Regions from separate parts of the Mus musculus genome. Here all the other regions are linked to region 1. A link is a contact called in public HiChIP or PLAC-seq data. All regions are on one chromosome and are shown on one strand. Each heading gives the region's core, a stretch centred on a gene start, on an enhancer-like site or on the middle of the called end of the contact. The rest is flanking DNA. Distances are from core to core; before and after follow the strand shown. Region 1 overlaps Ern1 (endoplasmic reticulum (ER) to nucleus signalling 1). Region 2 overlaps Map3k3 (mitogen-activated protein kinase kinase kinase 3). Region 3 overlaps Cep95 (centrosomal protein 95).

Region 1 (4,697 bases), core at 1,314-3,813:
ATTTTACATTTATAAGCCAGGCATATCACAGTGTCTTAAAACTGAAGAGTTCATTGCAAACCAGTGACTTCTTGTGACCTGAGAATGTTCTGGAAGCCTCCACTTCAGTGATCCGAGTGCAGCCTCCGAGAGAAGAGGCCCTGGGTGGGAATGTGGCTGACATGCTTTGTTTGGTCTTTAGAGATGTCCCACTTTGTGTCCAATGGCGATGGACTGGTGGTAACTGTGGACAGTGAATCTGGGGATGTCCTGTGGATCCAAAACTATGCCTCTCCTGTGGTGGCCTTCTACGTCTGGCAGGGGGAGGTCCTGAGAAAGGTGGTGCACATCAACGTTGCTGTGGAGACTCTACGCTACTTGACCTTCATGTCTGGGGAAGTGGGGCGCATCACCAAGTGGAAGTATCCATTCCCCAAGGAGACAGAGGCCAAGAGCAAGCTAACGTGAGTTGGAGGAGTTGGGACAGATGAGGACAGGACAGAACAGGCAGCAAAGGACAAACTTGGCATTCTGGGACTGCTACAGTGTAATATGCCCTATACTGGGGGGGTCAGGGAATTGGCAGATATCTCTGAGCTCATGTAGAACATCAAGAGTCACAGACTTGTTTTGAGCTGGGGGATGGTGGTAGTGCACATCTTTATTCCCAGCTAAAATAGACAGAGGCAGGTGGATCTCTGAGTTCGAGGACAGCCTAGTTTACAGAGGGAGTTCCAGGACAGCCAGTGCTCTACAGAGAAACCCTGTCTTGAAAAGCAAATTACCCCCACCCCACCCCCCAAAAAACCAAACAAACCGCTGGCTCATTTCGGAACCTCAGAATGTAAGCCATGTAGTACCCCTTTATACTTCAGACTTCTCTGTCACTGCCTTTCTCTTTCTCTCTCTGCTTCTGTATTATGTTTATGGGTTTGAAGAGAAAGTCCCATTATGTAACTCATGCTGGCCTCAGCTTCCTAAGTAATGGGATTACAATTGTCTACCTACCTGGACTTCTTGAACATTGACTACAAAATATGAGGGGAGACTGTATTACAAGACTATATATTTAAAATTTTTAATACATGTCATATTCATTTTAAAAATCAGAAAAAAAAAGTATCACAGTGTATGTGACCAAAACTCAGCAGGCTGTATCCTTCATTTCTACCTGTTAAAAGCTAGGCCTCAATCTTCCTACTCCATAGATTTGTGGAGAAGCTGAAATATAATCATATTGTGAAACTGTTGTCTATAGTGAAACACCATTTAGGTAGAAGGTATTTGTAGAAAGAACTTTGGATAATTTCATAGATGACTGATCCAAGGCTCTTGACAGTAGTAATTACTGTAGCTCTGTAGGTATAGCTCCCGCTGTTTTCATGCTGGTACTAGACAGCCCTCTGTGATATCTCAGGTGGGAGCACATTACCAAGAAATATCATTCAGTTTGGATTGGAGTTTCTTTCTTTTTTTCTCATTTTGCTTTTTGCTTTGTTTGTTTTCTTTATTTGAGGCAGGGTCTCGTGAGCCTAGGCTGGCCTCCAGTGTGCTATGTGTCCTGGGATTACAGGTGTGCACTGCCCTGTACAAGATACATTCCTTTTGCTCTCAGCATCTGGAATGGAGCACCTGTTCCTTTGCTGAGCCCTGAAGTCCTCATAAAGCCCACAGCAGCATGGTAGTGCTGAGTGTAGTGCTTCTGAAAGAGTGCTGGCTCGCTCACCTGAGAAACTGGCAGCAGGTGCTAAGTGCTGAGTCTCCTGCTAGTCATCAGTGCAGCCCTTTCCTCGGCTGCACTGGTCTAGTCCAGTCTAGTCCAGTCCTGCCATTTGCAGGCAGGGAAAGAGGCTTCCCATTCTGTAGGTGATAGGCAAATCTGGGGCCTGAAGACCTACTGCCCTGTCACTCTACAGTACCCCTGCCACCTTGCTGGTTTCCTTGTGAGAGTTTCATGGCTCATGTGTGGCAGTTGACACTTGTGTCTATGCTTCTGATATCCTAAAAGCCACAGTGTATGGGGTTTGGACATAAAATGACTTAAGATGTATGTTTCTGGTTTTTTTCCTCAGGCCTACTCTGTATGTTGGGAAGTATTCCACCAGCCTCTATGCCTCTCCCTCAATGGTGCATGAGGGGGTTGCTGTCGTGGTGAGTCGAGTGTGGGACCTAAAGATGCAGTTTCTTGACTGCTTTTGTTCTAGCAAAAAGTGACATTGAGTTTTGTGTAAACGTCTGGTTAGGAAGGGGAAGTGCAGAGCTGAGTGAATCATGAGCGGCTTCTATAAATCCACATCCTGCTGAAAGCAGATGCTGACAGAAGCAGCTCCCTGAAGCCAGGAAAGACTCACTCCCTATGGCTTTGTGTTCAGATCTAACCGTCAGGCTTTCTTCCAGCCAGTCCCACCCTGCCTACCTACCACTCTGCTAGTTTTCAGGGTTGCATGGTCCAGAGAAGCACATGCTTCCCATGATCACCCAAACTTCCCTATTCTTTCTTCTGAGCTTCAGTTGCTGGTCTCTCACTTCCTTTCCCCTGCTCAATCCTTTTGTGAGTGCTCCATGCCTCCTCAGGCTTCTCCAGCCTGCTTTGAGCACTCTCACCGAGTGACTGGGACATTACACTCCTGATGTGCTTGTGCCTGGACTGGCTGGTTGTATACTGGCTGCCTGGTGAGTTGGTTGGCTGCTGCAGCAGTGAGGCCACTCCTGACTCTATCAACTCATCAGTGTCTAACAACTCAGCAGTTTATTCCACACTGTCAGTTGCGTCATCTGTGACCATATAGATTCTTACATGGTTTCATAGAATTTCTGATAGTAGCTTCTCGGAGTTCTATCATGCATGTTCTTCCTGGTTCTCGGTACCCAAACATGCAAACCTGACATGGCAGGACCAGACATGATAGTTGATGCCTGTAATCCCAGCACTTGCGAGATGCAAACAGGAGAGTCTAGAGTTCAAGAACAGCCTGGGCTGCTTGAGTTCTGTCTTAAGCAAACAATCTGAAAAGATGTCAGTAGAGTGTCCCTTGCCCAGTCCCAGGATCTTTGTGTCATGCTTTGATGGATGATGATTGTTGAGCTGCGTGAGCCACAACTGTCCCTTTAGGGAAACCTTTAGGACCTTGGGAAACCTCTCCTGCCAGCCCTGCAGCTCACCGCATCCCATCTCCACAGCCTCGAGGCAGCACTCTTCCTTTGCTGGAAGGCCCCCAGACAGATGGCGTCACCATTGGAGACAAAGGAGAGTGTGTGATCACTCCCAGCACAGACCTCAAGTTTGACCCTGGACTCAAAGGGAAGAGCAAGCTGAACTACTTGAGGAATTACTGGCTTCTCATAGGTAAGAGCTGCTTCTTGCTAGGTGGTAACATACTGCCCCCTGGTGGGCAAAAGCCAGCCCTGCTGGTTTACTGCTGCTCTTCATTGTGAATGCATTGTGTGCTCTGTCCATGTCAAGATGGTTTAGGCCTGGGAATATTTTTATTTTCAAGGAGTTCCAGGTTGCTTAATCAGGTCTCAAAAAAACCAGTTTCTCTCCAAGATTGAAACATTTGGTGTAAATTTCAGGCAATGTCTGCTCCCTGTTCCTCACAGTGACCATGTGAGGTGGGTACCCTTGTTATTTCCACTCTATAAGAATACTGGGACTTGTCATTTGGAATAGGAATCAGTGTGGATAAGAGGCTGGGCAGGACAAGTTTAAGACCTATGATGAGTGACAGTTGTGGAAATAAAGGCAAAATACTTAGCAATCTGAGGAGAAACCAGAATCAACAACCATGAAGAGTCTGCGCTGTTCCTGGGCCCTCACAGAAAGGCTCTTGGGGAGTTTCTTTTTCTCGGTCTGATTTTTTTGGTTTGTTTCATATTGTTGGAGACAGAATGTCACTATGTTACTCAGGTGACCCCCAATTCATTCAGTCCCTGTTTCCCACATACTTGGCTTCTCTCCTCCCTCCCATTTGCTAAGGCAGAGACCAGGGCCTTAAGCGTGCCAAGCATGCTTTGACTCTGGGATGCACCCTGGCCTTATCTTTTTTTCTTCTTCCCATTGTTGTTGCCCTTACTATCCTTGACCCTGGGAGTGAATTAAAGGCCTGGTTACAAAGATAAGAGGTTGAGATTATACCCCAAGGCAGTGAGTATTGCAAACAAAGGCAGAAGTGAGGGTGATTGGGTCCCTGGCAAATATCCCAAGTAACTAGAGCAGGATGGATTTTCTTAAATCAGATCTTTCCTTCCTGTGCCCTATATATACTAACAATACACACCAATTCTGATGACCTAGCCTAAACGTGAGAGGTGGTCTGAGTCCCAGCAGACTAGGTAGATGTGGGTAGAGAAAAGAGTATGTGTGGGCACAGAAGGCAGCAGGACCTGCCAGGCAATGGGTCTGGACCAGTATATGAATACCTAAGAGAGTGCTGCAGGGGAACTGGGTGTGCTGGAGCTCCGATCAGTCTATTGGCAGGCCATTTGAAAGATCCTGTTCTTTGTGCCTTTTACTTCTTCATAGCTGTGTGTGTGTGTGTGTGTGTGTGTGTGTGTGTGTGTATTAAATCTTTAGAGAACACTGACTAATACATTCACTCTTCACACATTGCTATAGAAGTACAGCAACAGCCATAGTATAGTGTTATCACTAACTAGCAAGGGCTCATTAGAATTATACGGCTACTCGGTTTTATGTACCAATGAAGGGTCCATAAACT
Region 2 (4,408 bases), core at 1,716-4,215, 310 kb after region 1:
TTTTATTGCCAGGCAGTGGTGGTGCATGCCTTTAACCCAGTACTTGGGAGGCAGAGGCAGGAGGATTTCTGAGTTCAAGGCCAGCCTGGTCTACAGAGTGAGTTCCAGGACAGCCAGGGCTACACAAAGAAACCCTGTCTCAAAAAGGAAGAGAGAAAGAGAGAAAGAGAGAAAGAGAGAGAAAGAGAGAGAGAGAGAGACCACAAAGATTTATGTTTTATTTTTGATTAGGACTTTGTATACATTTTTGTATGTGGTATGTGCACATGGGTATATTTGGAGGCCAGGGACACTGGATCCTCCTGCAGCTGGAGTTAAAGGTGGTTGTGAACTACCTGATATGGGTGCTGAGAATCAAAGTCAGATCCTCTGAAATAACAGCAAGTGCTCTCAACTGCTGAATTCTCTCTCCAGCTTCCAAAACACTTTAACAAAATTACTAAGTGGCTACTCCTGGTTGGTTGTTCTGCCCCGATACAATAGCTTTCTAGTTTTACACATTCACTATTTTTACAACTGACTCTGAATTTCTCTACCAGCACTCACAAGAGATAGCTCACAACTGCTTATAACTCCAGCTCCAGGAGATGCCTCTAACTTCAGGCATATGCACATATACATACAATACACACACACACATACATACATACATAGTTAAATAAATAAATAATACTATTCCTTTTTGGCTGATTGATTCAGCTAAATAAAACATGAAATCTTGCCGCATATCTTTCTAGGTACAAATAATGTAACATTGCTTATCATTTCTATGTCTCAGTGTTTACAACTGCAGAATGGGGCTAAATATATCTTGCAGAGCTGCAATGAGAACTACATGAGATAATATTAGGAAAATATCTGACATGAAGTAAACATGTAATAAGTGGTTTTTGCTTCTATAGCTGCTGCTGTTAGTTCTATTATTCACTTCCCACAATCCTCCCAAGATTACCCCAGTAAACTAGGAAACTAAACAAATAACCTTAGATATTGTTCTTACTTAATTTAATCCAATGTGACTATCCAGATAGCCTATAAATTTTGGAAAGGCAAGGACTGCTTATCCAGTTTCTGTACCTCTGTGCCAAACAACGGAATGGCACATTATATGTGTGATTAGTAATGTTTGTTAAATGGATGGATGGACATAAGAACAAAACCAAGTGTAAATGTCAGAAATAAAAAGTAAATTGGGGTAGCTGGAGAGATGGCTCAGTGGTTAAGAGCTCTTCCAGAGGTCCTGAGTTCAACTCCCAGCAACCACACAGTGGCTCACAACCATCTGTAATGGGATCCGAGACCCACTTCTGATGAGTCTGAAGACAGCTAAGTGTATTTATAAATATAATAAATAAATCTTTAAAAAATTAAATTGGGTGTGGTGGTGTAGACTTATGTAGTCCCAGTTAATTGCAAACACCTTGAGGGAATCTTTTCAGATTTTCCTGACAGGAAAAGCAAAGAGATATCAGAGAAGAAAAAAACCAGCCATAGCGTTTTAAAAATAATATTGTCAGGAAATCAGTAAATAACAGGTAAAAGAGAAAAACAGTTCACATCAATTAATGAATTATTCTGAAAAAGACAAATTAATAGACTGTAGCTGGGAAGAAAGAGGGCTTTGGGCATCTAAAGATGAAGAACACACAAAGTGAAACAACACAGAAGAAAAGGAAAGGAGTTTGTAAGGAGGGAAGGATGCAGAAAGGACTTTCTTTTCCCAGGAGATTATAAAGCTAGAACTCCTTCCCATTCCTTGAAATGGAATACTGGTTCTAATACATACCTTAAAAACTACTGCAGCTCTCAAAGAGATTTCATATATGTTAAAAACTTATACTTTGTATACTAATAGTAATTAAGATCACTTAATTACTTTTAATGTAAAATGTAATATTACTTTTAATGTAAAATTATATTACTTTTACTTACTTTTAATGTAAAATATTAATATTTCAAAACATAGTGACTGAATGCAGATCTCTTTAATGCATGGCCTAAAATGGCAGAATTTTCATGCCTGTTTCTACATTCAATCTATTGTAATAACCTACATCATGAAGCCTCTGGAAAGTCCCTATATATCCTTGTGAGGACGAAGGTAAACAGGGCATAACATCACAGAATCATTATGAAAACAGTTTTAACTCCATATACTCCCAGTGTCTTTCAAAGGACCAAAGGAGGATCCTACAGGGTCTCTAGGCCATAGCTTAAGAATCACTAAACTAGAATAAAAGAAAATATCAGAGCCAGACAGATGATTCAGGAACCCGTGAGATGGCTCAGCTAATGCAGCCAAACCTGAGATCTATCCCAAGACCCAAATGGTGAAGAAAAAGAACAACTTTCAAAAGTTGCCCTCTGATTTCAGTGCACATAAGCTGGCATATATATACACAAAGAACAAACTAAAATATAATTAAAATTTCTTACAATTATGGCTTAAAGCATAGTACAAGTACTCATTCTTCAACTAGACCAACACTGTAATTAGATACACCTATAAAAACCTTCCTCAGACCCTTTACTGAACTGAAGGAGCTAGTCTATTCCAGGGTGGCCATAACTCAAGCATTGTTCTACATTAGATTAGTGCAAAGGGGAATTGAACTTCAAGCTCCAAATCACTCCTACCAAGTCTAAGCAAGTCCATGACTAGTAAAACAGTATATAAAAAGATGCCTTTTCTGATGCTATGACAAAACAGAATGCAGATTTCAACAGATATCATCCTTTGCCCAGATAAACTAATCTGGCTAATTCCCAAATCTGAGTTTCTCCTGTCAGCCACAAGTAAGTTCAGATTAAGACAACTAATGTTCAACTCCCACACTATTCTCCTTGACTTAGTTTAAACCTAGTCTCCTCTGATTTATAAGACTTAGTTCTAGCCTAAAGAACTTAACAGCATTCTAACCACTTCTGCTCCTTGGTTGGTTCCTCTTTCATGGCCTCTCTCACCCTTCCCCCAACACGTTTCGACTTCTGGCTTTTCGCTCCTCTCAATACCTTCCTTCTCTTTAGTCAACCTCTTAACAGAGAGTTCTCACATCCCTTGGCACACCCCAATCTAAGATGAAGCAAAACTTCGTCTGTTTGACATGGACTTGAATCAGAGATGAAGGCAGCGCTGGAGACAGAGAGAGAACCCAGAGAAGAGAGGCACTCATTGCCAAGTCTAAGAACCATTGCATTCACATGGTAGGAGAGAACCAACTCTCTGACCTCCATAGATGTACAGACACGGGCACACAAACAGATGGACAGACAGACCCGGACGGACACACACACACACACACACACACACACACACACACACACAGAGGCACATTCTCTCCTCTCCCTCTCCCTCCCCCTCCCCTCCCCTCTCCTCCATGTGCCCTGTCCATTAGAAGAAGTAGCCACTTTTAGTCTCAGAACCCAGGAGGCAGGAGGAGGCAGGAGGCAGAGGCAGAGGCAGAGGGATCTCTATGAGTTCAAGGCTAGACTGATCTACATAGTGAATTCCAGGACAGCCAGGGTTACATAATGGGCTAGAGAGATGGCTCAGTGGTTAAGAGCACTGACTGCTCTTCTGAAGGTCCTGAGTTCAAATTCCAGCAACCACATGGTGGCTCACAACCACCCATAATGAGATCTGATGTCCTCTTCTGGTGTGTCTGAAGACACCTACAGTGTACTTACATATAATAAATAAATAAATCTTTTTAAAAATTAAAAAAAAATTAATAATTAAGATAGTGTTGGAGAATGTCAGAGCAGGGAGGCAGGAATGGGTAGGTGTGATGGGGGAGGGGAACACTCTCATAGAAGCAGGGGGAGGAGGGATGGGATAGAGGATTTCCAGAGGGGAAACCGGGAAAGGGGATAACATTTGAAATGTAAATAAAGAAAATATCCAAGAAAAGAAAAGAAAAGAAAAGAAAAGAAAAGAAAAGAAAAGAAAAGAAAAGAAAAGAAAAGAAAAGAAAGGAAAGGACTGCATTTAAAATTTTAAATAAAGTTCACTAATAAAAACAAAAAAAAATTAAGATAGTATTGGGGACTGAAGAGATAGCTTGGAGGCTAAAAGCCACTGCTGCTCTTGCAGAAGGGTGGGACTTGGTTCCTAGCACCCACGAAGTGGCCCACAACTATCTATAACTCCAACTCCAGGGGAGCTGATGCCCTCTTCTGACCTTTTTGGTCACCAGATATGTGCATATTACACATACAAACATTTAGGCAAAATACTCAAACACATAAACTTTTTTTCAATGTCAACATAGGAATCAAACTACCTTCTTTAAGTTCTGATTCTACAGTTTCTTGGCTGTACAATCTTGCTCTTGTCGTTTAAATCTCTCGTGACTCAATTTTCTCATTTGTAAAGTGAGACTGGTGATCATACTTTACTGGATAGACT
Region 3 (4,495 bases), core at 356-2,855, 400 kb before region 1:
GTTGCAACCATTTAAAAAAAAATCACATTGGATTTTAAAATTCAACCATCAGAACAATGCACTATTATTTTTAAACATGGATGTGAAAGAAGAATAGCAGATTTTGCTGAGCTTGGCACAGGGCCATGAGGAGCACTTGACAGGAAGTGTAACTCAGCCTGGTGGCCGACACCCGTGATCCTGTCACTGGGGAGGCAGAGGCAGAAGCGTCAGCATGCCAAGGCCAGTCTCACCTACACAGTGGATTGAGGCTTCCTTGAGACCCTGTCTCAGAGGACAGGGATGCAGTGCTAAGGAGACGCTGCTTTCAGTGGTTTTCCATGCAGTGTAACACAGGCAAATCCCACTGCTTTCTGAGTGCCTTTTAACTTTATTACAGTGACTTGACAGAGCTTTAGAGGAAACTGCCCTATGTAACGGTCTTCAATAGCACAGACATCAAAAACATGGTTTAGATTTCGATTTCAAAATTACATTACCTGATTACTTCCAAATAGGTGCTAAGCAAACAAAAATCCCCAGTGTCACAGAACCTGGACTTGCCTTGTGTTTAATGTGAATATTTATCTGTCCCCACGTCGCCTGCCTCCAGGCGCTCTGTTCCATCAGGAAAGCTTCATTCTGACCAATGGTTCCCTGTGCTCACATGCAGTAAGAGGCCACTATTTTCTGGCACAAAGTTTTAAAGCAGTGCTGTGTATCCTGTACATTTGTTTTGCAGTTTGTTGCTCTGTATTTTACAGTGCTCTCCCCACCCCACTCACATTTACAGGCCAGAGCACAAATTTCTCTTCTCCTAAATCCACTATAATTTGCTTTCCTAGACAACACTAAATCTGCCCTGAGCTTGCAGTGCATCGGACAGATGGCACTGGTGGGTGTTAGCCGCTTCCAGTGCCTGCAGGGTCAGCAGCACAGCCTCGCCCTTCAGCTGCAGCTTACGGTCGGGGCCACGTGTGGTGGTTAATGTTCTCACACTAGGATGATGATTGTACCAAATGCTGAGTTGCTGATTCTAGATGTAATTAGTTCACTTTATGTAATATTCTCCTTTTCTCTAAACTGACTTTAAAAGCAAAGTTTTATCATTTCCATTGTATTTATTACAGAATGTTTTAGCCTTGATATTCTTTGTAATTTCACTCATTTGTTACATGAGCTTTATCAATAACATCTGTATAAATGGTTTTTAAAAATTAACTATGTACGTATGTATGTATGTGCCCATGCCGAAGCTGAGCAATAAAATGAATGCTGTTTGCACTGTCACAGCAGCGAGGTTTGTAAGAATACTGAGTTTTTACTTGTTTTGAAAACCATGTTTGGCTTTTCACAGGCGATAGCGGGGAGCCTTGAGTTGGAAAGACTGCTGCTTTCCTCCAGGCTTAGAGGCTGGCACCCGGCTGCCCTGAGGTGGGGCCGGCTGGAAGCGGGGCAGTTCTCTATCATGGCAGCTGAGACTTCCCATCGTTGTTGGGGGCCATGAGGTGGTGGGACTTCTGAGAGAAAAAAAATCTACAATCAGGTCTGTCTGCGGTCTGGAGGGCAGCACTGTGGCCGGCAGATGGCCTAACCTTTGCCAGCATGCCTTGGTGTTAAACAGTCAAGTCTTGCAAATGAAAAGGAGAAGTTACGGCTCTGTGAATGCCAGTCGATGGGAGTACAGCTACATACACAGATAGGGAAGACATGCATGTGGGTTCTTTCTTCACCATAACGTGTGGTCTGTGAATCAGTACAGCAGAGGCTGCAACAGCTTAGAAGAGCTGGAAACGAGCAGACAGCAGAGTGTAAGACAGGTCCTGACAGTGTTCTGTAGCTGCTTCCTCTAGTTCTTTTCTAGAAGGATGAGGGAGGACAACAGACCCCTCCATGGCTTGCTCATGCATCTTGACAGGTGACTGCCGTGGTGAAGAGCTGCTGGCACAGAGACTTTCAGGGAGCCGCACTCCAGTGCTGCTCTCGTGTCAGCACCTATCTGGCGGGCTTTTTCAGTAGCATGAAGTCAAGAGACTAGTTATAGGATAGATGGAAGTACACCAGAGGGTAGTACCCTTTTATGTTAACACTCTAAACTGCTTTGTCTAGTTATAGTTAAAAGGCTATATAAAAGGTAATCTTCCTGAAAGGTATAGTGGTGCAAGTCTGTAATCCCAGCACTCGGATGCCTGCAGTCATCCTGAACAGAGATGACCTCATCTTCTAGCCAGGAAGTAGATACAGCTAGGGAAATGGAAGTCAGCTCCCAAATGGTAGATGAGGGACTTAAGACTACATAGCTCCTGAACTCCAAAACAGTAGCCATTATTGGCTTCATCCACAGCCTGTTTGATGCTGTTAGGTCCTGGAGTTCATACACAGTCAATAACTTTTATTGACCTCTATCAACATGCTTCACAAGTGGGCTGGCAGGACTTGCTAACAGCTTTAACAGAGCTAAATGCCTTTATTCCCTTTTCTCAGGTTTTAGGTTATAAATTCAAAAGCAGTAAGCTTTAAGAGAAAGTTTTTATTTAAAATAATTCTAAATTTTAACATGAATACATAAATAAGGCATATTCTGGTTTAGACTGTTTACTGGCTCAGGTCTAGCTCTGTTCATATTAAGGTGTCTAGAAACTTCACCTATGAAGTTTGGCCTCTTGGGAAAGGATTTTTACTGTACTGGAAGGAAGCCAACTGCAGCCGAGCTTTGAAGCGCTCAGCTTCTAGCTCCCGGAAGAAAGCATCATCGTCGTTCTGCGTTATCATGTGCTGCAGTTGCTGAATCTCCTTCTCCATTTTAGCTCTCAGCTCCCTCTTCACCTTATGTAATGTCTGAAAGAGAACTAAGTCAGTCTGAAGCTTGTGACTCTTAGTCCAGGCCCCTCTATTCTCAGCCCCGAGCCCCCCATCTGCCCGCTCCCAGCCGGTTCCTCCAGAGAGCTGTGATTTGTTGGCTCCCTTCCAAGACCAGAGCTGCTAACATCAGCCCATCAGGTACTTGGAAGCAGAGATGCATTCTCTTTGTATTCTCTCTGTTCTTTTGAAGTTACAATAACATTTTCTGTTTCCCTCCTAATTCCTGTCCTGTCCATTATTACCTGAGCCTGGAATTTCTGTCTCACTTTGAGTTCTTGACGTTCCTGTGAGATGGCTTCTGCTAGCAATGAAAACTGTGGGGAAGAAAAGACAAATATTCCATCACAATGCAATTATTCTTATACTCCATCTTAAATCAAAATGGAAATAGGACAACATACACGGGATACTGTTTTAAATACTGTCTTAAATTTGCCTTAGAAACAATCACTGCTGCAAAGCTGTGCTGATTGCATAGTAGCCAGCCATGACCTAAGCCAAGCTGACAGGTGCTTGGCATCAAGCCCACCTGGTCCTTATAGTGGTTCTCCATCGAGTCCAGCTCATTCTGGTGCTGTCTCTTTTCTTCGTTGCGTTTCTCTTTGGCGTAGTTTCTTAGGTCTCGTAGTCTTTGTTTCTGAATTTGTAAACCTTCTTCAAACAGTTTCTTAAAGATCTGTTGGTTATTTAATCATAAGTTATACTGCATTTCACAAAGGCTTTTCAAATAATAGCTTTCCTCGTTATTCACATACATGAAATATACATACATTGTAGACTCAGAATTGTGTGACTATCCCAGACATGAAACCTATGCTCGTCAGCACTGCTGTCCTCCCTTCCTGTTCTGAACACAGCCTTAACCTGACACGCTTCGAAGGTCAGATCCCCTACAGACAGAGCTGTCACTTTTTGTCATTCTACTGTGTGAATATAAATTTGATTCACAAATTCTTAAACTGAGAGGCATGGGTCCTTTTTAGTTGTTTTGGTTGCTATGTGGGTACACACACACCACACACTTACCCATCCAAAAATTCTAACCCTACCCAGCATTCCAGTAACCTTCCAAAGAACTGCCAGATTTACAAAAGCAATCACACCTCCCCACAAGCCCACCGGCCCTGCATGAGTTCTGTCTTCCCCACGTCCTCACAATTTCTGTTTTAGCCATCCCTGTGGGTGTGAGTGGTGTCTGCTGTGATTTTCATTTGTGCCTTCCTACTGGTGCTCAGCACCCTCTCATGTACCAGTGCTCTCTGCCTTCAGGAAAGATTTCTGAAGCATCTGTGCATGTTACCAGTAACTTGGGGGTCCTCACACTTTGGTTAGGCTTCGACCATCAGTGCATCTTGTGGGAACAACTCACAGCATGGTAATTCTTTGCATGTGCTGCATCACGCAAGCATGCCTTAATTTCTGTTGTCTGCAGTGTGCTCTCAAACCCTTAGAGCAGCTGTACTGCAGAGCATGTGAAGGAGGTCGAGCAACTTGTGGCTGCATCTTAGGAGGAGGGCCATGAAGACAGAGGAGACGGGAATCCACGGCCGGGCAGTGAATCACCATCAAGCACAAGTCCTGACTGCATATGGGACGTAGATTTGGATTTTGGATCCAAATTGAGGTAAGATTTATAGACAAAGAAACTGGTTCC

The links. HiChIP or PLAC-seq counts read pairs in DNA pulled down with a chosen protein or histone mark.
Region 2: an H3K27ac HiChIP or PLAC-seq map of microglia shows a contact between it and region 1, with 4 times the contacts expected there. The contact joins two enhancer-like sites. A contact is called at or near these places in 1 of 15 datasets of contacts at CTCF or cohesin (large pre-B cells) and 1 of 115 datasets of contacts at active chromatin or transcription factors (microglia).
Region 3: an H3K27ac HiChIP or PLAC-seq map of microglia shows a contact between it and region 1, with 6 times the contacts expected there. The contact joins two enhancer-like sites. A contact is called at or near these places in 2 of 39 promoter capture datasets (cranial neural crest and pre-B cells), 1 of 115 datasets of contacts at active chromatin or transcription factors (microglia) and 1 of 9 other capture datasets (embryonic stem cells).

Annotation. Positions count from the first base shown.
Region 1 is chr11:106,417,452-106,422,148 of GRCm38.p6, reverse strand. Ern1 (endoplasmic reticulum (ER) to nucleus signalling 1) reads left to right here. Exons shown (of 22, transcript NM_023913.2): 8 at 182-443; 9 at 2,052-2,130; 10 at 3,160-3,325. Among named protein-coding and RNA genes, the nearest start is that of Icam2, 37 kb to the right of the region's middle. Within about 2 kb of position 2,563, at least 93 of the 459 cell types and tissues checked have an H3K27ac peak or open chromatin away from gene starts, as enhancers often do. A contact at or near this core is called in microglia, where this site is marked.
Region 2 is chr11:106,104,943-106,109,350 of GRCm38.p6, reverse strand. All of the region lies in intron 2 of Map3k3 (mitogen-activated protein kinase kinase kinase 3), which reads right to left. Among named protein-coding and RNA genes, the nearest start is that of Map3k3, 23 kb to the right of the region's middle. Within about 2 kb of position 2,965, at least 71 of the 459 cell types and tissues checked have an H3K27ac peak or open chromatin away from gene starts, as enhancers often do. A contact at or near this core is called in microglia, where this site is marked.
Region 3 is chr11:106,816,856-106,821,350 of GRCm38.p6, reverse strand. It overlaps Cep95 (centrosomal protein 95), which reads right to left. Exons shown (of 20, transcript NM_177088.3): 18 at 3,371-3,517; 19 at 3,084-3,155; 20 at 2,490-2,817. The coding sequence ends at 2,626. Smurf2 (SMAD specific E3 ubiquitin protein ligase 2) reads left to right here. Exons shown (of 19, transcript NM_025481.3): 19 at 1-1,290. Among named protein-coding and RNA genes, the nearest start is that of Cep95, 30 kb to the right of the region's middle. Within about 2 kb of position 1,605, at least 78 of the 459 cell types and tissues checked have an H3K27ac peak or open chromatin away from gene starts, as enhancers often do. A contact at or near this core is called in microglia, where this site is marked.